7 separate regions of the Mus musculus genome follow, and all the other regions are linked to region 1. The links are chromatin contacts, called in public HiChIP or PLAC-seq and promoter capture Hi-C maps. All regions are on one chromosome and are shown on one strand. The core of a region is the stretch at or near the end of the contact, and the rest is flanking DNA. Distances in the headings are between cores, read along the strand shown.

Region 1 (2,808 bases), core at 170-2,669:
GGGAGCGGGCCAAGGCGGCCGCGTTCGGCCGTCGCCCGCGCGCAGGCAGCGGGATGCGTGTGGGCCCCCTCCCCCCGCCCGGAGCTTGTCACTTTGGTCGCTTTTTTGACACCGGGTGCTGGGTGGCGGCGCTGGGGGGGGGGGGGGGAGCGCGGCACCGCGGGGCTGCGAGTCCGGGGCGGCGGTGGGGGGGAAACGCGGCGGAGCCGCAGCCTCCCCGGGGGCGCCGAGCGCGGTCGGCCTGAGCCTAAGGGGGGGAGGGGGCGGCTTCGGGAGGGGACCGCGGGCACGATCGGTGCGGCGGCGGGAGGACGCGAGCCCCGGCGCGCCGCCCCTGCGGCCCCCTCCGCCCGTGTGGCCTTTGTGCCGAGCGCGCACCGGGTGAGCGAGCGGGCGGGCGGGCGAGCGAGCGGGCGGGCGGGCGAGCGCGACAAGTCCAAGTACGGGAGACCGAGGCAGTGGGAAAAGAGGCCGGGCCACTTTGCTCGCCAGCCAGCTCGGCTGCGGAGAACCGACTGGTTGAATGTGGCAGAGGCGCGTCTCGCTGGCGCGGCCGTGTGTGTGTGTGTGTGTGTGTGTGTGTGTGTGTGTGTATGTGTGTGAGTGTGTATGTGTGTGTGTGTGTATGTGTGTGTGAGTGTGTGTCTCTGTGGCTGTGTGTGTCTGTGTATGTGTCGGTGAGTGTGTGTCGGTGTGAGTGTGAGCGCGCGCCGAGAGGCCTCCCTCCGCGACTCGCACCGCGCACACGCACCCGCACCCGCACGCACACCCGAGCCGCGGCGGGGCCGGCGGCCGAGAGTTTGCGTGTGTGCTCTCCCCGCTCGCCACCTCCCCGCTCCCCGCCGCCGACTGTGGGAGAATTTCCTAGAGATCGCCTCCAATTTCCGCCATTTTGGGAAAGTTGCACGGAAAAAAAAAAAGAAGAAGAAGAAGAAGAAAGAAATAAAGCCTCCGCTGGATTTTTTTTTTTTTTTTCCTCCTGCTGGAAGCAGGAAAGTGCTTTTAGGGAACGCGGCGGCGCGGGCTCGACACTGCCGTCCCCGCGGGGTGGAGGACGCGGGGCCGGGCCGGGCACCCGCACCGTCGCGGCGATCTTCTCCGCGCAGCGCCGCCGGTGCGGGCGCGGGCGTGCGAGCGAGGCGAGGCGAGGCGGTGGCGGGCTGCGGCGGGGGCCGTGGAGCCTGCAACTTGTTTACCGCCGCCCCGGGTGGCCGAGGCCGGCGGCCGGGGTCCGCCTCGCCACCCGTGCGTGCGCCGATCTGCGCTCATGGGCTACTGTCTGGTCCACGCTCGCGTCCTGGGCCCGGCGGGGCCGGCCTCGCGCAGCGGCGGCGGGGCGGGGGAAGTAGAGGCCGGCGGGGGTGGGGATCGGGAAGCGCAGGAGCGGAGGCATCCGCCGCGCGCCCCGCCAGCCAGCCAGCCGCCGGCCGGAGGAGGAGGCAAACTTGAGAGCGGCGGGGCCAGGGGCGCACTGGCGGAGGGAAAACTTTAATCGCCTTCTTGGGAGAATAGAAAAAGGGAAAAAGAGAAAAGGAAAAAAAAATCCAAAAGGCAAAAAAGTGCATGTGTGTGGGGGTTTCTAGGACCCGAACCTCACGATCGGATCTGATCCGATCACGGCCCACCGCGGGGCCGTGAGAGAAAGTTGACCAGCGTGGCGGCTTTCTTCGCGTCCGGCCGTGGTGTCTGTCTGTCCGTCCGCGCTCCGACCAAACGGGTGGGAGATCCAGCCGCACTGCCGGGTCGCGTGGGTCAGGGCTCTTGCCCCACCCTTCCACGGGGACACGAAGGTAAACTCGCTTTGGTTTTTCCTTCTCTGTCCTCCTGCAGCCACCGCCCAGCTTCCTTTTCCTCTCCTTTCCCCGCTGATTTATTTTTCTTCTTTTTTTTGTTTTTTTAGGGGGGGGGGACCCGAAAAACGGAGTCTCTTTCCTTATGCAACTTTCTCGGGCGCAGTTTGCTGGGCCCATCCCCCCCGCCTTCTGCATCCCTTGGCCCGCTCCTTTGCCACCTTGGGGCTACCGCCAAAAGCATGCATTTAAGATCATCCAAAGTGCCCAGGAACAAAAATAGATGTTAAAGAATTGTTCTAAGTTAAGGGAAACTGAGACGAGAAATAAGAAACCGGTTTGAGTGTGTGTGTGTGTGGGGGGGGGGGGGAGGTGCGTCGCCTGGGATGAGTGAGTTGAATTTTCATTTCAATTTTCGTAGGTGGTTGGTTATGATGCCTTTATTGGTGTGGGGAGCCCGGGAAGCTCTGTACTGGCTACCTCGGTTGCGTGGATTTTTGCGCAAGTTTTTAGAAAAACACTGACTCGAGTAGAGAGCCGGAAAGTTTCAAGTGCAGCAAAATAGTGAGCCTGCAAAACTGGCCAAGGGGGGACCTCTAGTGGTTAAACGCATCTTAAGTTCGAGAGACAAGACCAAAGTTTGGCCTTTACTTGTAGCTACATGCAGTCCGTTTAGACGTGGAAGTAATTAGAAGACCTGAGTTGCAGCCAGATGTGAGAAAGGATGCTAGTCCGAAATAGAAGTTTTGTAAATCAGAGAACAATGACGTCTAAGCTTGCGGACCCTGTGATTTCCATCCTTTCTTGCATACAGTAAGAAAACCAAAGCTTTTTATTCTGAGATTTGAGATTGACACTCCCTAGATAAGAAAGTTTGTCTTCTGTTTACCATCATCTGTACCTCCGTTTTTTTTTTTTTTTATTTCCCCTCTTACGACTCATAGCAGGTAGCTTAATTCGGAATGTTAAGGAAAAGTCAAAATGAAACCTGTGCTTAGCACTTTGCAAAAAACTGAAA
Region 2 (2,808 bases), core at 118-2,617, 1.7 Mb after region 1:
GCGGGGGGTGGGGTGGGGGTTGGGGGTGGGGTGGGGGTTGGTGGTGGTGGTGGTGGTGGGGTGTTCAGATATCAGATATCCTAAATATCAGGTATTTACATTATGATTCATAACAGTAGCAAAATTATAGTTATGAATTAGTAAAGAAAATAATTTTATGGTTGGGGGAGTCACTACAGCATGAAGAACTGCATTAAAGGGCTACAGCATTAGAAAACTTGAGAACCACTGCTGTAAGAATAAGGTCTGTCAGACCCTTCAAGATGTAAAATAACATACAATACACGCCCCACGTAAGGCTCCTGGTACTTCTTGTGTGGCTGTATAGAAGGTACTATGTATCAAGAAGTTGTACTTAGGGGGCTGAAGAGATGGTTCAGCAGTTAAGAGCATGGGCTGCTCTTCCAAAGATCCTGAGTTCAAATCCCAGCAACTACATGGTGGCTCACAACTATCCATAATGAGATCTGATGCCCTCTTCTGGGGTGTCTGAAGACAGCTACAGTGTGTTTACATATAATAAATAAATAAATCTTTAAAAAGAAAAGAAAAGAAGCTGTACTCAGACATAGCTACAATACGAAGTACGTGCTTGCTAGTGGCAGTGTCTACAGCCACCACAGGAAAGAAAGTAGTTTCAGGAGTGCTTCATTGCTTGTAAGGAGACAGTTGTCTGCATCCAGCCACCACAGGGACAACTTCTCCATCTTGTTGGCGGGATCAAACTGAGTTCATGGTCCCAGGTCTACAACCGACTCCCTTGTTCTCTTATCATCTTGAGTTACACATCAAATATCCAGGATGAGGTCTGACTACCAAGGCTCTGAGTCAAAGGCCTTGAAACCAGGTGGCCCAGGAGTGTTGACTTGTTTCCTGTAACTTGCTGGCCCCGAGTCAGGGCAAAACCACAGTGGAGACTCCCTTGCCCAGCCCCGTGTCAAAATATGATTGGACGGTGCTACAGCCCACCCCGTTCCTCCTCAGTTTGTGGTCTCATCCTTAAATGTGCTGTACAACTTCGCTTCACGGATGCAGTTCGGCTCTAGAGTCTGTTCTCTGGCCCGGATGGATCAGTAACAGCGTGATTACAATACATTTTTTTGTCATCTGCACTGACCTGGTCTTTGAGCTCTGTTGGATTTAAGTGGACCCCACAATGGCTTTACACATTCCAGCAAGGAGATGCCTTCAGTGACAAGGGAATACAGTGCATTATGGCAAGAAAAGCTTGGAAGCAGGGGCAGAAGGCTGTCACTGGCGGTAAGGAAGGAGAGAGAAAACAGGAAGTAGGGATCAGGCTACAAAACCTCAAGGCCCGCCCCCATGTTTCCCCCTGTTCAAGCGCAGTCTCTCCTGCAGGCTTCATGACTTTCCCAAACAGCACCGTGAGGTGGGGCCACGTGTTCAAATACAAGCCTATGGGGAAGACATCACATACAAACCACGGGGTGATGTGGTTATCAGTGTAAAAGATTATTAGCTCCTACAGGGGCCCAGGGATCTGCCATGATCTCTTCTTAAAGAGAACGTCATCACCACAAACTTCCTAAGACAACAGATGCTGACGAGGACAGACCGGCCACAGACACTTCCCTGCCTGGACTCTATGCTGAGCCTGATATGACTATAGCCTTTGAACTGGTTCCCGGAGCTGATAAGGTTTATGGTCTGCAAGTGTTCTGTTTCACGGGGACTGTAGGTCAGTAGTGCAGCAAACTTTTCCCAGTGGTTACAAGCATGTTTTCACATTGACATATAATTTTTCAGATATTTATTGTCATGTTGCCAAAGTCACAAGTTACTAAAAGCAGAAACAAACTTTACATCCATTTCTGTCTAGGACAGACCTTCAAAGCATGCCCAGTGAGCAGATAACATTGGGTCATTCCTACCAAAACATCCACTTGAGGGCACACACATTGCAGGAAGGTTAGGGCACAATTGCACGGGAAATACGGTTGGTATTTTCAATTTCTGTATTCATTTAATTCTGACTATTTTTTTTTTTTTGAGTCAAGGTCTCTTGTAGCCCAGGCTGCCCTCATTTCCTCTGAAGAAACTCAGGACCCTTCTACCTCCCATGTGCTGGGATTTCAAAAGCAAGCCTTCCACGGCTCCAGCTTTAGTGGGTTACTTTTAAAAAGAAGTTTATTTATAGATACTGTACTGGTGCACAATCAGAATATTTTTTAAGTTAAAAAGAGTAAAGTTGCCTTTCAAGGGCCTTTTACAATTGGTTCCGTGACTCCACCCTGGAGAAAGCCTGCTGCCCTCTGATGGAGGAGGGAAAAAAGCCTTTACTGGGCTTTGCCTTCTCACACAAAGCACACCACAGAGCTGCAGCACACTGCTGGCAGAGTTGCACACACTTGACAAAGGTGGCCGTGTGTGCAAGTGCCTGGGTTATCACACCCACCGAGTCACACCAGACCTTCTGGAAAGAGGCAAAGAGCTAGCAGCAACCAGACAGCAGCTGGGACAAGCCAGCTGTCATCTGCTTCTGGGTATCTTCCCAGGGAGGAGAAATATTTCCCCACTACTTCCTGTCTGTGAAATCCAAGGTCATGGGATGAAACTAGGCTCAGGTTCAGAGAACTAACAGTGCTGTGTCGCCACAATCATCCTATCCGTCGCTGTCCCATGAAAAGCTGACAGAACCAAAAGGCTTCTTCGAGATGAATCACGTGATGGTGCAGCTGACAACTCCTATTACACCCACTCGCAGCAGGCCAGGCGGCTTCTTTCCTTTAAAATGTTTGTGCTAGCGGGGCGTGGTGGCGCACGCCTTTAATCCTAGCACCCCTGGGA
Region 3 (2,808 bases), core at 78-2,577, 1.7 Mb before region 1:
TATTGAAGCAGCAGAGTTTATCACTGAAAGAAGGTATGTTCCAAGGACAGAGAATCCATATAGGTATTAGGGCAGGAATAGAGCAGTTTGGACTGGAAGTGGCTAAGTGTAATGACAGTGTTTTTAACATTCATAAACATACTAAAGACTACAAGATAAACGGAGATCATCTTGACAGACAAGAAAATTCAGCCATGTTGCCTGAAATAGATGGTGTCAGAAAGCAGGAAAATATAACCTGCATATTTGTTTTGAAATCCTCTTACAGCCACCCCACCCCTAACAGAACTCCAAAATTCTATTAGGTCCTCAGAGACACCTTTCTTCCTTCCTCCTTAGCATATACAATTGAATGGCATGCCTTTTATCCTCACTTGCCTGCTTGGCTGCCACTCTCCCTCACCTAGAGGAACACTCAGTTTTCTATTAGATTACTATATCCTTCTCATGTACAACTGCCCCCAACTCCAAGCTGTTCATTATCAAAGAAAACACCCACTATCCACTTAGGGCCTTCACATATAATTGTATACACATATGTGAATACACATATACATCCATGCACACACCTATGCCCATCCTTAGCCCTCCTTTCCACATGCAAAGAAAACATGGGGAGCTAGGAAAGTTGTCTTTTAGGGGTCAATATTTGTCCTATAGTCACTGAGAATCACATAGTTTATGCTGATAGAGAGCCTTCTACCATCAAGGTCTCAGCACTGTCTGAGCTCGGCATTACTTAGAGAGTACTGTGTGCAGCTTGGCTTCCTTCTCATGCCAAGCCTTCTTTATACCAAGAAGTCTCAGCCATTTTTTTGGTTCTCATAACTACAAGATATTTATTCCTAAAAAGATATTCTCCTAGCTTCCTATGTCTCCTCAGGGGAGGGGAGTACACATGTACAATGTATGCATGTGTGTTCACATGTATTGACACATGTGTATATAAGTGGATATAAAGGCTTTGGATAGACAATGGTTGTCTTCCTCAACCATGTTCCATTTCACCCATTGATAGAGGGCCTCTCACTGAACCTTAAGCTTGTCAATCCTTCTAGTCTAGATAACCAGCTTGACTCAAGGATCCTAATTTTCAACTTCCCAAGTGGCTGGAATTACAAGAGGGCCACCATGTCTGCTCGACACTGGCATCTCTGTGGATCTGAAGTCCAGCCTCACTTGGGGCACTGGGTCTTCACTTTGAAGACTATGTGTCACATAAACATTTGATCAAAGAAAGTCAGGAGGGTGGCAGCTGCGTCTCCCATAAATGAGGAAGGGTAATCAAGATTGCCACTCCTACCATGACAAACACAAGGTTAGTTATCAACTGAGAAAGATAACACCTCAAAGGAAAAAAAAACTGAAGACAAGGTAGCTCTAAGCCACAGCCCTCCTACAGACACAATGGTATTTGGTTAATCATTTATGATATTGCCACAAGTCCATTGTCAAAATTAGAGATGACCAGATTCTATTTCACAGGCAGTTAAGGTTTAACCTCGGAGTTTGGGGGGCTTTTGTTCTTTTTGTTTGTTTTTAATGTATATACAAGCCATGGCAAAATACTGCTTAATAGTTTGATCGTGACAGGGAGTTTAGGGAATATACGACATGAAAGTGAACCATCATTTTTTAAGTAAATTTAATTTTACTATGACTGGCTATGTGCGGTGCCAAAATAATAATAATAATAATAATAATAATAATAATAATAAATTAAAAAGAAAGAAAGAAAAGAAAAAGAAACCTACCTAAGTAAGACTGAAATACGTACTTGCATCTTGGTTTGAAATGAATAAACCTCAAAGTCACATTTCAATCAAGCAAACATCAATGAGAGTCATGCATTTAAAAGCCTTGCCTTCCTCTTCTGGCTGATGTCACTTTATGCCACTCATATTTTATTCCATCATTCCTCCCTTTATCCTCTTAATATTAATAGATCCATACAGTGCAAGCCCTGTTCTCTTCATCTCGGTCTGAGTTTAAGCAACCTCTCATCAAAGCTGCAACCTCAAAGGTTGGAGTTTTATTTACTCTCCCTCCTTACCATGGTAAGCAGCTAACATAGATCCCTCAAAGTCACATAGTCACGGCAGGAAGACGACTGGGGTGCCTGGGAACCACCTTAAAAATCTGAATTGCAGGAAAAATGTAAATGAACATGGTCTTTATATTTCGAAACATTCTGTCCTCACCCTCGCCGTACGCTATATGTTAGGAAACATGTTGATTAATGTATGTCCCCTACAGAATTCTTCTCATGAACAAGTCTGAATGATTTGTGATCAATAAACTGTTTCTAACCATGGTTTTAAAGAACATAAAAATGGCTCATTACTGAGGGAATTAAATAAATCTCAGGGACCTGTAATGGTCCTTTCAGTTTAACACACTCCTCTCATCAACAGTTCAAAAGACAAATCTAAGCGGTGCTTCCAGTCCCAGCTTGCTGGCTTTCAAACTGTGACCAATTTGTAGCTTCAAACAAGTGGCCTTTCCAACCTGAAGAGCTTGGGGACCTGCATATAAAGAGATGTATAAAGAGAGACTTCCGGTCTTGGAAGTATGCTGGCTTTCATTGCCCATTTACACTAACCAGCTCCCTTGATCCACGGAAGAAACATTTACTCAGTTCAATAAACAACACTTGGCCAGGAGCCCTTCCTTTGCCTCATTTGTATCCCGACACCCTCCCGACACCCTCCTGCACTTGTAGCAAGACCAGGCTAAGGGGTTGCTGAAGACCGCAGGCATCCCTGCAGCCCGTCATTTAAATGCTGGGAAATAGCTCCGTATGATAAT
Region 4 (2,808 bases), core at 144-2,643, 1.7 Mb after region 1:
GTCACTCATTGGTCCTACTGTGTGGCTTGGGTATCTATATGCAGACCCTTCTCTCTACGGTTTAATCCTACTCTAGCCCCTTGCTGACTCACCCCATACTATATATACATATATGCATATATATGAAAATGTTCACATTTTAATACATATGGCATTCAAAATGTTGATTCATTATTAAATGTCTGAATGAATGAAGTCAGAACAAATTGAAAGTGTTCACATTGTTTTAATTTATTTTTACCTCTCTTTATCTCTCTGTGTGTGTGTCTCTCTCTCTCTGTATGTCTGTGTTCCGGTTTGTATCTGCACACATGCATGAAAGTGGAAGTCAGAACTACCAATGGTTGTCATTCGTCTGAAGCCCAGCTCACCTTTTTCTGGGACCCTTTCTTATTAGCCTTGAACTTAGCAAATAGGCTAGGCTGGCTGGCTGGCCATCCCTGGGATCCATATGCCTTTGCCTCCTACTTTGGGATTACAAGCTCAGGCTACAGGGTTTTTGGAGTCTGGGATTTGCCCTTAGAATCTCATGCTTGCGAATACCAGAACTTTACCTGTTGATTGCCCTCCCCAGTCCGTGCTGACAGTTTGAGAGGGGACAAACCCAATTTACACCCGTTAAACTTCAAAAGTGAATGTGATATAATGTGATGTATATAAACAAAGCAGGTAAGGGATGTCTTGTTAATTTGTGATTTTTCTTAGTCACTGTGTTCAGTCACATTGCTTCTGCTTTTGGGTTCTGGGAGGTGTGGTTTTGCTGATGGGAAGGAGTGTAAAGCTGAAGAATCAAAGGTGAAACAAATCCCATCAAGAATTAAAGCCTACTGCTCACGTTCTGTTTTAAAAATAAGCTCATCACATAGAGTTAGAGTCTTGATTCTGCTCATCAATTAAAGTGCTGACTTCGGAGAAGCAAGACACAGACACCCGGAAGCCTCCGGAAGTCTAAAATAGCTAATATGTAAATATAATAGGATAGCAACCCCGGACGCCACACATCCCATATGTGTGTTTGTGCAAACCCATCAGTGTTGTGTAAACCCCGTGCCCCACGTTTAGCAGCTCCAGGTAGAGAATTTTCGTTTGCACTTGTGGGAGAAAAAGAAAGTCACCTCCCCACGCGCTCGTTTGCATTTCCCTGGTCAAAGCAGGTCTGCTCCCGGCCACCGGTGTCCGGCCTTTGAGACCTCGGGGGTCGCTGCATCCTCTCACTTTTGGGGCTCCAAGATCTCACACTCTTTGCAGACCACACAGCGATTCCAGTCCAGTCCTCGTTGGGCTACGCGGGGGGATTCCGCAAGGGTTCGTAGGGTGCCACGATCGCGGGCGGGGACAGGGTTTGGGGTGGAAGTTAAAGACACGCCCACGTCAGGGACCCAAAATAGCCCACGCGCCCAGGGCCCGAAATCAGACAGGAAGCCAAATACCCGGGGCGTTGAGCGGCTCGGGCCGGAGCGCTGGCCGAGGGCTGGGAGCCAAGGGTCTGGCGGGGGCGGCGCGGGGCGGGGCGGGGCTGCGAGCCTATTAAAGCTCGGCCCGCGGGGGCAGAGCGGGGCGATGGAGCGCGACGGCGACCAGGCAGGGCACGGGCCCCGGCACGGGTCAGCGGGAAACGGTCGCGAGCTCGAGTCACCAGCCGCGGCTTCGCTGCTCGCGCCCATGGACCTAGGAGAGGAGCCGCTGGAGAAGGCGGAGCGTGCCCGCCCTGCCAAAGACCCCAACACCTACAAAGTGCTGTCGCTGGTAGGTCGGTGCTTGCCGCGACCCGACACCCGGGAGGGGCGAGAGCGAGCAGGTCGGCACCCGGCATGGGAGAGCGTGGGCGCCTCCTGCGCCGGCACCGGGTGACCTGCAGGGTCCTTACCCCTCTCCCAGCAGGAGCAGGCTGCTAAAATAGTCACCTTGACATACCGTCCTCTTCCCCCAGAGAATACAGGACATTTGGAGGCGGAAACAAAAAATCGGCTAGTCTTAGGATAGCGCAGCGATGTTTGTAGTCTTTTAGGTGGCGTAGGTCAGGGTACAGGTGGTGCTCGTGGCTTTAGGTGAATTTATTGCAGTTGAAAGATTTATCACAGCTTTTGAAAGTATCGGGAACTTTAGAAAACACCCATGCTTGGCTCTGTAGTGGTATTTCCAGACAGTTATTTAGAAGCCCCATTGACGTTCATGTTTATGTGACTGGGAAGAGGCCCGGGATTCATTGCCCACTCTTTGAACCACAGACAGCGCTGTTTGTGTGTTGCCCGGAGGCACAGTTGCCTGCTATATCCCTCTGCTCTTCTGTTAGACCAGTTGTAGCATCCACAACCAACTTCTGGAAACAGGACGCCGATTTTCACTCGGGATCTTCCTTGGGTCAGAAAGGCTGAGTCCTGTGTGGTGGTTCTAAGTATTGGTGGGGACTTCCATTATTCTTCTCAAGCTCCGCTGTGTTGTGTTAAAATGAGAGCGCATAGCATAGTTTCAATGGGACTGACTGCGGGAAATAAATTCAGAACTGAAGGAGGAGGTAGTTAGTTATTTTATAGTACGTGCAAACCACAGCTTTCTGTGACTAGCACACCCTAAAACATATTCTTACACATTCTGGCTTGAGCGCTGTTTTGTGGAAAAATCTTTCCGATGTTTAAAGTCTCCTTTTGACATCATTTCCATTTCCACTGTTCTTAGGTTCTATGCAGACACCGTAGCACTTTGAGAACCAGAATCCCGAGACTTAAGGGATGGTGTCATATCCTTAGTTTTTTAAAAATAAGTCTGAGGTTCAAAGAAGTCTCCCAAACCGCAGGCGGCTGTCTCCCA
Region 5 (2,808 bases), core at 202-2,701, 1.5 Mb after region 1:
AAAATACCATATAATGCAAAAAACAGTGAAAACATAGTATCTTAGTCTATCAATGTGAAGAGACACTATGACCAAGGCAACTTTTATCAGAGAAAACATGTAAGTGTGGACTTAGGTATATTTTTGAAGGTTAGTCTATTATCATCTTGCCTGGGAGCACAGTACTGGAGAAGACAGTACTGGACAGTACTGGAGAAGTAGCTTTGGAGAGTTTTGCATCCTGATCCATAGGTAGGAATATATCTATCCATCCCTCTATCTATCTATCTATCTATCTATCTATCTATCTATCTATCTATCTATCTATCTACCTACCTATCTATCTATTTATTTCTCCATCTATCTACTGAGACTGAGAGAGAGGGGGGTGGGGGAAGAGGGGGAGGAGACAGTGGACTTTTGAAACTTCAAATCCCACCCTCAAGGGACACACTTTTTCCAACAAGACTACACCTCTTAATCCATCTGATTCCTAGAAATAGCGCCACTCTCTGGTGACTAAGCACTCAAATATATAAGCTTATGGGAGCCCTTCCTATCAAACCACCACACATACTATTTTGTCGTTTGCTTTAAAATAATTCTTAAACTGTAGACATTCTAAAATGTAAGATACACTCCTCTCATAATTAAAAAAATCTTTATAGTAGTTTCAGAATTTCTATTATAATCAAACACATTTTATTTTGTTTTAATTACTTAATGTATATTGTGTGTGTGTGTGTATGTTGGGGGCGGGGTGTGTGTGTGTGTATGAGTGCAGGGGGCCTTGGAGGACAGAGGAGGAAATCGGGTCCCCGGAGCTGGAACTGCTGAGCAGCCTGACAGAGGTGCTGAGATCTGAACTTTCTCTGCAGAAGCAAGCAAGAGCTCATGACTGCTGAGCTGTCTCTCCAGTCCTCCAGTCCTTTAATAAATGTACTAGCTTGCAACTGCAGCATGACATCTATATGGATGTACAAACTCCCTGTACAGGGCTTCTTGTCAGCCTTTGGAAGATTGAGATAGGAGGGCTTGGAAAACCACTCTGACTAACATGGTATATGATACTGCCAAACACACAAACAGAAACAAAACCCAGAAAGCAACCGAGCTGGGGTGGAGCTCAGCTGGTATGAAGCCATGGATTCAGTTCCCAGCAATTTGTAAATTGGGGGACACATGATGTAATCCTGGTGCTTAGGAGATAAGAAGTGACACAAGTTCTTTCCACAGACAAAAACAAAACAAATGAGTAGCTTTTTATAAGTGTGATTAATATTCTATTCTTGCTATCTACATATCCCGATTAGTATGCATTATTACTTCTAAAGCTGTAAAGAACTGCTGTCCACAATGTCCGAGAGAGAAATGGACTTTATTCTGTGGGCAACGCTGTTTGTTAACAAGGCTTTTCCCTCTTCAATTGACCAATCGCTACAGAGCTCTGCTTTTCTCCCGGATTTAAAAGTCAGTCACAGCTGGGGCAGGCAGGACAGTTCCTTTTTCCCTCCCCAGAGGGAAGAAAGAGCCTTATTTTCTGGCTAGACAGGTTTACACAGCTACGGGAACAATGGATTCCAGGCTAGCATTAGCCACAGAGGAGCCCATTAAGAAAGACAGTCTCAAGAAATACAAGATCCTTTGTGTGGTAAGCAAAACTGTTCATTTTAGTCTTACAAGCTTGGTGGCAGATTGAAGTGCCTGCCTTCCCACTTAGGCTTGCTTGTGTCGCTATTAAGTCAGAATGTGAAGTAATTGTGTCCAGCATTAGGTTTGTTTGTGTTGCAATTTAGGTTAGAATGCTAAGTTATTGTGTCCAGCATTTCTGACAGAAATCTGAGACCGTGCTGGACTGATTTTGTTTTCCACGTGTTTATAATTAGAGCGCAAGCAATTTTTGACTGGTACGAATACTGTACGAGCAAGAATTTAGCAACTGAAATCACTTGACACATACGTCTTAAGGATCTGTTGATCTTTATCAACATTTCATTCTGTTTATTTACCATGTGGAGATTACTTCTTTTGCTTCCTTCCTCACTTTGCTCTGTTCCCCCCCCCCATATGAATTAAGTGCTCCTTTAGAGACTAATCCACCCCCCTCCCCTGTTTCCTATCTGAATGTCCCTAACAATACATGAATGTTGTTGAGGGTTTTATCTTTTTCTTTCTTTTTTAAAACGTTCTCTCCCCCTGCTTCCTGGATAATCTTGAAACGCTCGTTTCCAAGACATACTTGCTTTTTGACGGACTTATCTTTATCTTCATTGAATGTTACTCAAGACCTCACTCTACATCCTTCTTACCCAGTGATCTTTTCTTTAGGCAATCTGTGTGTTCCCCTGAGATGTTAAATGATACCTTCCCCCAACCCAAGCCACCATCATCTCCGACTTCTTTTTGGATGTCTCCTGCCTGACTACTCACCCAGCACCTCCAGCCAAAACCAAATGCAGTATTTTTTTTCACATCTGGCTGGCTGCAGCTGCTCTCAGATTCCTCGGGCTAACATATGTCAGCTCTCCTTTCTGTTTCCCAAGAAAGGTCAAGCAGTTTGTAGCTATGACCCGTGAGGACAACAAATCCTCAGTAGCTCCTCAGAGTTTATCTTTCCAGGACTTACACAGCCCTCCTTGCGGCTTTCTTGCCCTTACCTTTGTCTTAGTTTGTCACTCAAGGAATCAAACCCCTTGGGAGCTAAATCTGGGTCCTAAATGTATTTTTAGATTGTTCTTTTCTTTTTCTTCCTGAGGCACCTGTGGGCAGGCACACAGGCTCAGGTTTCTTTCCCCAGGACACTTCCTACTCTTTCTCTAGAGACACTGG
Region 6 (2,808 bases), core at 230-2,729, 1.5 Mb after region 1:
AACGAAGATGGCTTTATAATCCTAGAACTCAGGACACAGAGAGACAGTCTTATAGCTAAACAGTTCTGGGAACACAAACTAGGATGCTGGCTTCAGACAGGAAGGGCAGGTGGCTGAGCTAGATCAGGAAGACGGCCAGCGTGTGGAGCTTGGTCACGCTTGCCTTATATATTTCAGGTTCACGTCAAAGCATGACCTGTTGAAAATAGAAAGTTTAAAACATGAACATATTGCCTTTAGGATCCATAACTGGGTGGCAAATTTTATACTAGCTCACAGGCACAGAAAGCCCAGCGGCTCACTTCTCTGTCTACAGTGCATCATGAGAAATACTACTCTAGTGGGGACTCTATCACAGTGTCTTTATGAGGACATATTTATAAATACTGGGCCATTTTTTGAATAGTGACATTTTTCTTTTACGAGAAAAGTTTAGCATATCTGTTTCCATTCAAAGCCAATTTATACAAAGAGGATAAAAACTACCTTACATAATATAACATAGAAGGAAATTTTTAAAACATTTCCCACTGCAATCTTATTACCTTGAACTTTTAACACAGGTTCTCCAGTAAGTACATTTACATAAAATGACAGCAGTCTTATTTTTCCCTTTCCTAAACGATCTTAAGAAAAAGATCAAAGAAGATGTAAAAAGTAAAAAGGAAGGCGTCAAACGTCATTAAGTGGATGTTCAACATGAAATGTCTCACCTGAGAAAGTCCACTCCAAAACTGCCGGAAGGCCGCCAAGCAGCTAATTAGTTTTGTTTTTTCATCCTCGGGGGTATCCATAAACATTCTGAAAAAACAAAAATCACATTATCTGCTGCTAGTTTTAAACAGGTACACATCCTGCAAGGTAGATTTTTTTTAACTCCTCAAAACCAACTTAAGTGGAATCTAACAAAGATAAATCTACAAACAACAATTAAAAAAACACACACACACACACAAAGATCTGCCTGCCACATACTCACCCTGGGAAGGCCTCTTCTATAATTTCTGTTTTCTGCAAACAAACAAAAACTAGTAAACGATCTGACTACTAAAAGGGGGCGGGGTGGGAGATGTCCCCGAGAGAAATATTCCCGGGCAATACAGATAGAGCACGACACTTTTATGGGGACCGCGGCGGGAACTAACAGCACTTTCTTAGATCTGGCAGCAGTCCGGGGATGGGGGGACCGCCACCCCGGTTCAGACGCCTATGTCAACATAGGGGCGGGAAAGGAGCTGGCCCAGGCCCGCAGCCTGGAGCCGCACGCAGCCTGCACTTCCCGGAGCCATGGCTCTGGCTTACGGACAGTGGCACTCACCACCACCTCCTCGAAAATGCTCTGCAGTTGCGTCTCCATCGGTACCATCGAGCCCCGGGCTCCCGGGGAACCCGGCGACAGACGGGTGAGAGCCAGGGTCGGGAAAGAATGGAGCGGAGGGGCGGAGCCACCAGCAGGAAGCCGCCGCTCTCTCTTGCTCTGTTACTTCCTTCGGTGCCAGGCGAATGAGCCCGCCCGGTGCTTACCCGTTACCAGCCCCTCTGAAATCTGTATCTCAGCCTGTTGGTTCCGCTCGTAGAGGTGACCCCGTAAGCTGACAGCGCTGCTTGATCCCGGGCAAGGCCACCCTCTCCTGGCTGGAGCCGGAACTGCGACCTGTTTGGAGTTTCATTTGCAGATCCGAATCACAAGGGCTGTGGCCAGAACCAAGTGGGTGACTGTCAAGAGCTGACCTCGTGAAGCAGTTGATACCACGTTATTCTTGCCCAATAGGACCCATGTCTTCACTATGGTACCCTCAGTTGCTAGCACAGTGATGGGCGTGTCGTCATCGTTTATTGAATGTTGAAAAAAAAAAAAAGAATAAACCCTTTATTGTTAATTCGCAAATAAGTGGCGGTACTAAGTACATCATTTTAAAACAATTTTCCCATCATCCTGGTAAATTTCTGAAAACTTTTTTTTTTATTGTCTTAGTATGAAGAAATTTTTGTCTATCCAAAGGCTATTCGTCAATGTTTTCTTCCAGAAACTTTGTTCTAGCTTTGGTATTTAAGTCCATATTTTTTTAATTGGTTTTCATGACTGGAGATAAGTTCTCACAGGACTTTTCCCTCTTTGGGGAGATGTAAATAAATGTTTATAAACCCTAAATAGAGGACATTGACAGATTAAAGAAAGGATCTTGCCGGGCGGTGATGGTGCACGCCTTTAATCCCAGCACTTGGGAGGCAGAGGCAGGTGGATTTCTGAGTTCAAGGCCAGCCTGGTCTACAAAGTGAGTTCCAGGACAGCCAAGGCTACACAGAGTAACCCTGCCTCAAAAAAAAAAAAATCTCATTCAAATCCAGCTTGGTAAAACAATGAGCTTATTATAGTTTCTTATAGAAGCACGTGACTCGGGTACCCTCATTACTAGGAACTCCTACCTCAAGCATAGATGACTTACAAAAAGGCATACCAGTGTAGTACCCTCCCAATAAAATATTTAAATTTAACACAATGTTGGAGAATTAGAGGGGCTTCTGGGGAATCGTGTAAGGACCATCTTGAGTTTCCATGGCGTCTTCATTTTATTTTATAGTTTTGAGACAGGGTATTTTGTATCCCAAGTTGACCATGAACTTACTATGTAGCAGAGTGACCTTGAATATTTGATCCTTCTATTTCTCATGGCGAGAGATGGGACGCCCCTGAGACTATCTGCCAGGAAGAAGTGTTGGGTTAGGTTTCAGATTGGACCTGGGGTTAGGGTTAGGTGTGCTAGGGTTTGGGTTAGGATTGAACTCAGGGCTTCCTGCTTGCTAGAC
Region 7 (2,808 bases), core at 191-2,690, 1.3 Mb after region 1:
TATTAGGCTTCGTGGTACATGCCCTTAATTACAGCACTCAGGGAGCAGAGGCAGATGGATATGAGTTAGAGTCTAACCTGGACTACAAATTGAGACCTTTTCTCAAAAAAGAAAAGAAAAATTGTATCTGGGCAAAAGCAACAAAAGCACCCGGAACCGGAACCGTTCCGCTGTAGTTCTGTTTGTCTGGAGGGGCAAAGCATTTCCTGCACAGATTTCTGTCTTGAACGAGTTCTCTGTCCAAATGGAGGAGATTCTTATATTTTTGGTTGTGAGCCTAGCCTTTAACGGCTGAGCCATCTCTCCAGCCTACGGAGGAGACTCTTAGGTCATGCGATTACGGACCTTCAGTGGCTTTCATTATAGAATGTTTCTCAAGGAACGGATTTTTTTTTTTTTAAAGAGTAATTTTCTAGAGTGATTTTAAAAAATCACTTTATTGTATTCTTATTCTTTGAAAATTGAATTTAGAAAAAAGGATCCAAGAACAATTTCAAATTCAGCTCCTGCTTCAGAAGCGAAAATGATAAAACTATCAGTACCCCGGAAGCTCAGGTAAGAACCTGGATTTCTACTCATTATGGCGTTTTCCTCTCACAGAATCTTAGCAATGGCTTCATTTTTTACATTAAGACCCTGGTTATTCAACCCATACTCTCTTCATTTGGTCAGCACTCAAGACACTTGTTCCCAAGGTAGCACAGAAAGGCCCACTTCAATGTCATTGCTCCTGCTGCAGCTGACCCTTTCTTGCCAATCTAACAAACTGGGGGTTAGGGGGTGGGAAGCAGCTCTGCTCAAGACAAAGGAACGCCCCTGCCTCCTCTGCACACATTGCAGGCCGTGCCTCTGGACCAGTGCCCCCTTCCTTATCTGCTCAGTGAACGCTCAGCCTACACTTCTGTATTTGTGGTTTCCTCCTTCCTTTTCAACTGTCATGACCCGGGTGCCCCGCAGAGAGCCACGCCCTTCAAGAAGGGAGTTCAGACTTCGTTCCCTGCCTGCAGACAGGTTGGGAGCAGTATGCAGGTCGGAGTAGTGAACTCTATATGCTACAGTTGGGAAAACCTCTGTATTTTATAACAGGAAATAGGAAATGCAAAGGCTTTGAGATAGAAAAGGGATTTTCCCCCTAGGAGAAAAAACTCCCACTCGGGACTTTTTACCTCCAAAATAAGCATGCCGCCGCCTCGTCCAGGTCTCTCCCCACTCCTCAGACCCACCTCTCCCCCCACCCCCCACCTCCAGCGGTAATAGTGGCAGGCAACCAGCAGGAGGCTCAGCCCAGGGCACAGTAGAACTCTAAATTTATTCTCTGGGGACAGATATTTTGCAGAGTTTGGGACTCAAGCAACTTTAAGCTGTAATACTGTGTGGTTAGGGAGTTGGGTAGAGCAGAGAAACTCAAACAATACAATGGTCCACGTGACCTCAGTGTGTAAGATCTAGACTTTGAACAAGAAGAGAGCAAGGAGATGACGGTTCCCATAGAAACCAGCCTGGAACAGAGGAGCAGAGCACAATGTAGGTGCTGGACAAAGAAGATCAAGAGTAGACCTAGAATCTCGGAGAATCCTTCTAACTATATCTGATTAATGAGGTTACCAATTCCTAGCAAGGAGGACTTGGATATAAAGTTTATAATTTCAATACATTGTAAGTATGTGTGTATGTGTTTTGTGTGTATGTGTAGGGTTGTGTGTGTGTGGTATGTGTTGTGTGTTGTGTGTGTTGTATACGTGTTTGAGTGTAGTGTGTGTGTGCGCGCGAGTGTGTGTGTGTGTGTGTGTGAGAGAGAGAGAGAATGTGTGGTGTGTGGTACATGTGTAAGTGTGTGGTGTTGTGTGAGTGTGTGTGTATGGTGTGTGCTGTTGTGTGTGAGTGTGCATGTGTGCAGTGTGTGTTATGTGAGTAGTGTTAGAGTGTAGTGTGTGGTGTGTGTGTGTGTGTGTGTGTTGTGTTGTCACCCTCCTCAATCATAGGTCAAATGGATATCAGTCTGCAGAGTCCTTTGTGTATTGATCCCACTATAGGGAAGTTATTGCATCTGCCCGTCTTGACATGACTCCCAAACCAGGACTCCCAGGTGCTCTCTCTGAAATGAGGTGCTCCCTGGTCTGGTCTCCACCTTGATCCCGGGTAACAGAATGTAGTGAGGTGTAGTGGTTACTATGCTAGCCCATCTGCTATGGAACCAAGTAAAAGAGCTCGATTATAAGCACATTCAGATGCATTCTCTCTGCACTCCTTACCGACAGAAAGGATTAGAATGCTGCATACAGTCTGGGCAAGCCTGGGGCACAGCCTGACGAGTGAAGTTGTCAATCGCAGAGCTTGCAAGGCCCTGCTTTACACACCATTCTTGAATGACAAAAAGACAGAGATTTGCATTGTGACGTTTGAAAGTTTTGAAATGGAGAAGTTTTGAAATGGCCTGCACTGGCCCTGGGACAGCATAGTAGAACTGGCTCTGGTAGTGGGGATGTGGGAGACCTGGTGTTGGGGGCATGGGAGCTGGCCCTGACACTCGCCTGGGCACAGTGTGGGAGAGCTGGCCAACTGACCAACCCAGCTCCCACCCAGGCCCAGATCCAGGGCTCTGAATTGGCCCACCCCAATACCTACTCCATCTATGAACTCCTGGAGCACGTGAAGTGGCCAGTCCTATAGATCCAAAGCTTTATTATCTCCATGAAACAGGGAAACAGGGTATCTAAGAGGAGTGTTGATACTGTAGCAGAAGCCAGAGATCTTGAACCAGACTAATAACTCATTGCAATGAACATTTGCAACCAAAGCTGTTTGAGC

The links. Promoter capture Hi-C pulls out the DNA fragments that hold promoters and counts their contacts. HiChIP or PLAC-seq counts read pairs in DNA pulled down with a chosen protein or histone mark.
Region 2: a contact with region 1 is called in an H3K27ac HiChIP or PLAC-seq map of thymic regulatory T cells, with 10 times the contacts expected there. The contact joins the enhancer-like site here to the promoter of L3mbtl3 in region 1. A contact is called at or near these places in 2 of 39 promoter capture datasets (hippocampal neurons and pre-B cells), 1 of 484 Hi-C or Micro-C datasets (CD4 T cells), 2 of 115 datasets of contacts at active chromatin or transcription factors (pro-B cells and thymic regulatory T cells) and 1 of 9 other capture datasets (liver).
Region 3: a contact with region 1 is called in an H3K27ac HiChIP or PLAC-seq map of extraembryonic endoderm stem cells, with 9 times the contacts expected there. The contact joins the enhancer-like site here to the promoter of L3mbtl3 in region 1. A contact is called at or near these places in 1 of 39 promoter capture datasets (the 3T3-L1 cell line) and 1 of 115 datasets of contacts at active chromatin or transcription factors (extraembryonic endoderm stem cells).
Region 4: a contact with region 1 is called in a promoter capture Hi-C map of pre-B cells, with 2.5 times the contacts expected there. The contact joins the promoter of Enpp1 here to the promoter of L3mbtl3 in region 1. A contact is called at or near these places in 2 of 39 promoter capture datasets (hippocampal neurons and pre-B cells) and 1 of 115 datasets of contacts at active chromatin or transcription factors (thymic regulatory T cells).
Region 5: a promoter capture Hi-C map of hippocampal neurons shows a contact between it and region 1, with 10 times the contacts expected there. The contact joins the promoter of Enpp3 here to the promoter of L3mbtl3 in region 1. A contact is called at or near these places in 3 of 39 promoter capture datasets (hippocampal neurons, liver and pre-B cells), 1 of 115 datasets of contacts at active chromatin or transcription factors (thymic regulatory T cells) and 1 of 9 other capture datasets (liver).
Region 6: a promoter capture Hi-C map of pre-B cells shows a contact between it and region 1, with 12 times the contacts expected there. The contact joins the promoter of Med23 here to the promoter of L3mbtl3 in region 1. A contact is called at or near these places in 2 of 39 promoter capture datasets (hippocampal neurons and pre-B cells), 1 of 484 Hi-C or Micro-C datasets (uterus), 3 of 115 datasets of contacts at active chromatin or transcription factors (astrocytes, forebrain and large pre-B cells) and 1 of 9 other capture datasets (liver).
Region 7: a FOXA1 HiChIP or PLAC-seq map of pancreatic cancer cells shows a contact between it and region 1. The contact joins the enhancer-like site here to the promoter of L3mbtl3 in region 1. A contact is called at or near these places in 3 of 39 promoter capture datasets (the C10 cell line, hippocampal neurons and pre-B cells) and 1 of 115 datasets of contacts at active chromatin or transcription factors (pancreatic cancer cells).

What each region holds. Positions count from the first base shown.
Region 1 is chr10:26,372,683-26,375,490 of GRCm38.p6, reverse strand. L3mbtl3 (L3MBTL3 histone methyl-lysine binding protein) reads left to right here and starts at 1,419. Exons shown (of 22, transcript NM_001359254.1): 1 at 1,419-1,790.
Region 2 is chr10:24,634,225-24,637,032 of GRCm38.p6, reverse strand. No RefSeq gene overlaps it. Among named protein-coding and RNA genes, the nearest start is that of Gm15270, 40 kb to the right of the region's middle. Within about 2 kb of position 1,367, at least 157 of the 459 cell types and tissues checked have an H3K27ac peak or open chromatin away from gene starts, as enhancers often do. A contact at or near this core is called in thymic regulatory T cells, where this site is marked.
Region 3 is chr10:28,097,665-28,100,472 of GRCm38.p6, reverse strand. All of the region lies in intron 1 of Ptprk (protein tyrosine phosphatase, receptor type, K), which reads right to left. Among named protein-coding and RNA genes, the nearest start is that of Ptprk, 24 kb to the right of the region's middle. Within about 2 kb of position 1,327, at least 11 of the 459 cell types and tissues checked have an H3K27ac peak or open chromatin away from gene starts, as enhancers often do. A contact at or near this core is called in extraembryonic endoderm stem cells, where this site is marked.
Region 4 is chr10:24,710,744-24,713,551 of GRCm38.p6, reverse strand. Enpp1 (ectonucleotide pyrophosphatase/phosphodiesterase 1) reads left to right here and starts at 1,393. Exons shown (of 25, transcript NM_008813.4): 1 at 1,393-1,746. The coding sequence starts at 1,561.
Region 5 is chr10:24,834,838-24,837,645 of GRCm38.p6, reverse strand. Enpp3 (ectonucleotide pyrophosphatase/phosphodiesterase 3) reads left to right here and starts at 1,451. Exons shown (of 25, transcript NM_134005.2): 1 at 1,451-1,630. The coding sequence starts at 1,553.
Region 6 is chr10:24,868,657-24,871,464 of GRCm38.p6, reverse strand. Med23 (mediator complex subunit 23) reads right to left here and starts at 1,479. Exons shown (of 30, transcript NM_001166416.1): 1 at 1,319-1,479; 2 at 980-1,011; 3 at 714-801. The coding sequence starts at 1,366.
Region 7 is chr10:25,117,388-25,120,195 of GRCm38.p6, reverse strand. The region is part of intron 1 of Gm51762 (a long non-coding RNA gene); the gene reads right to left. Among named protein-coding and RNA genes, the nearest start is that of Gm51762, 31 kb to the right of the region's middle. Within about 2 kb of position 1,440, at least 126 of the 459 cell types and tissues checked have an H3K27ac peak or open chromatin away from gene starts, as enhancers often do. A contact at or near this core is called in pancreatic cancer cells and pre-B cells, where this site is marked.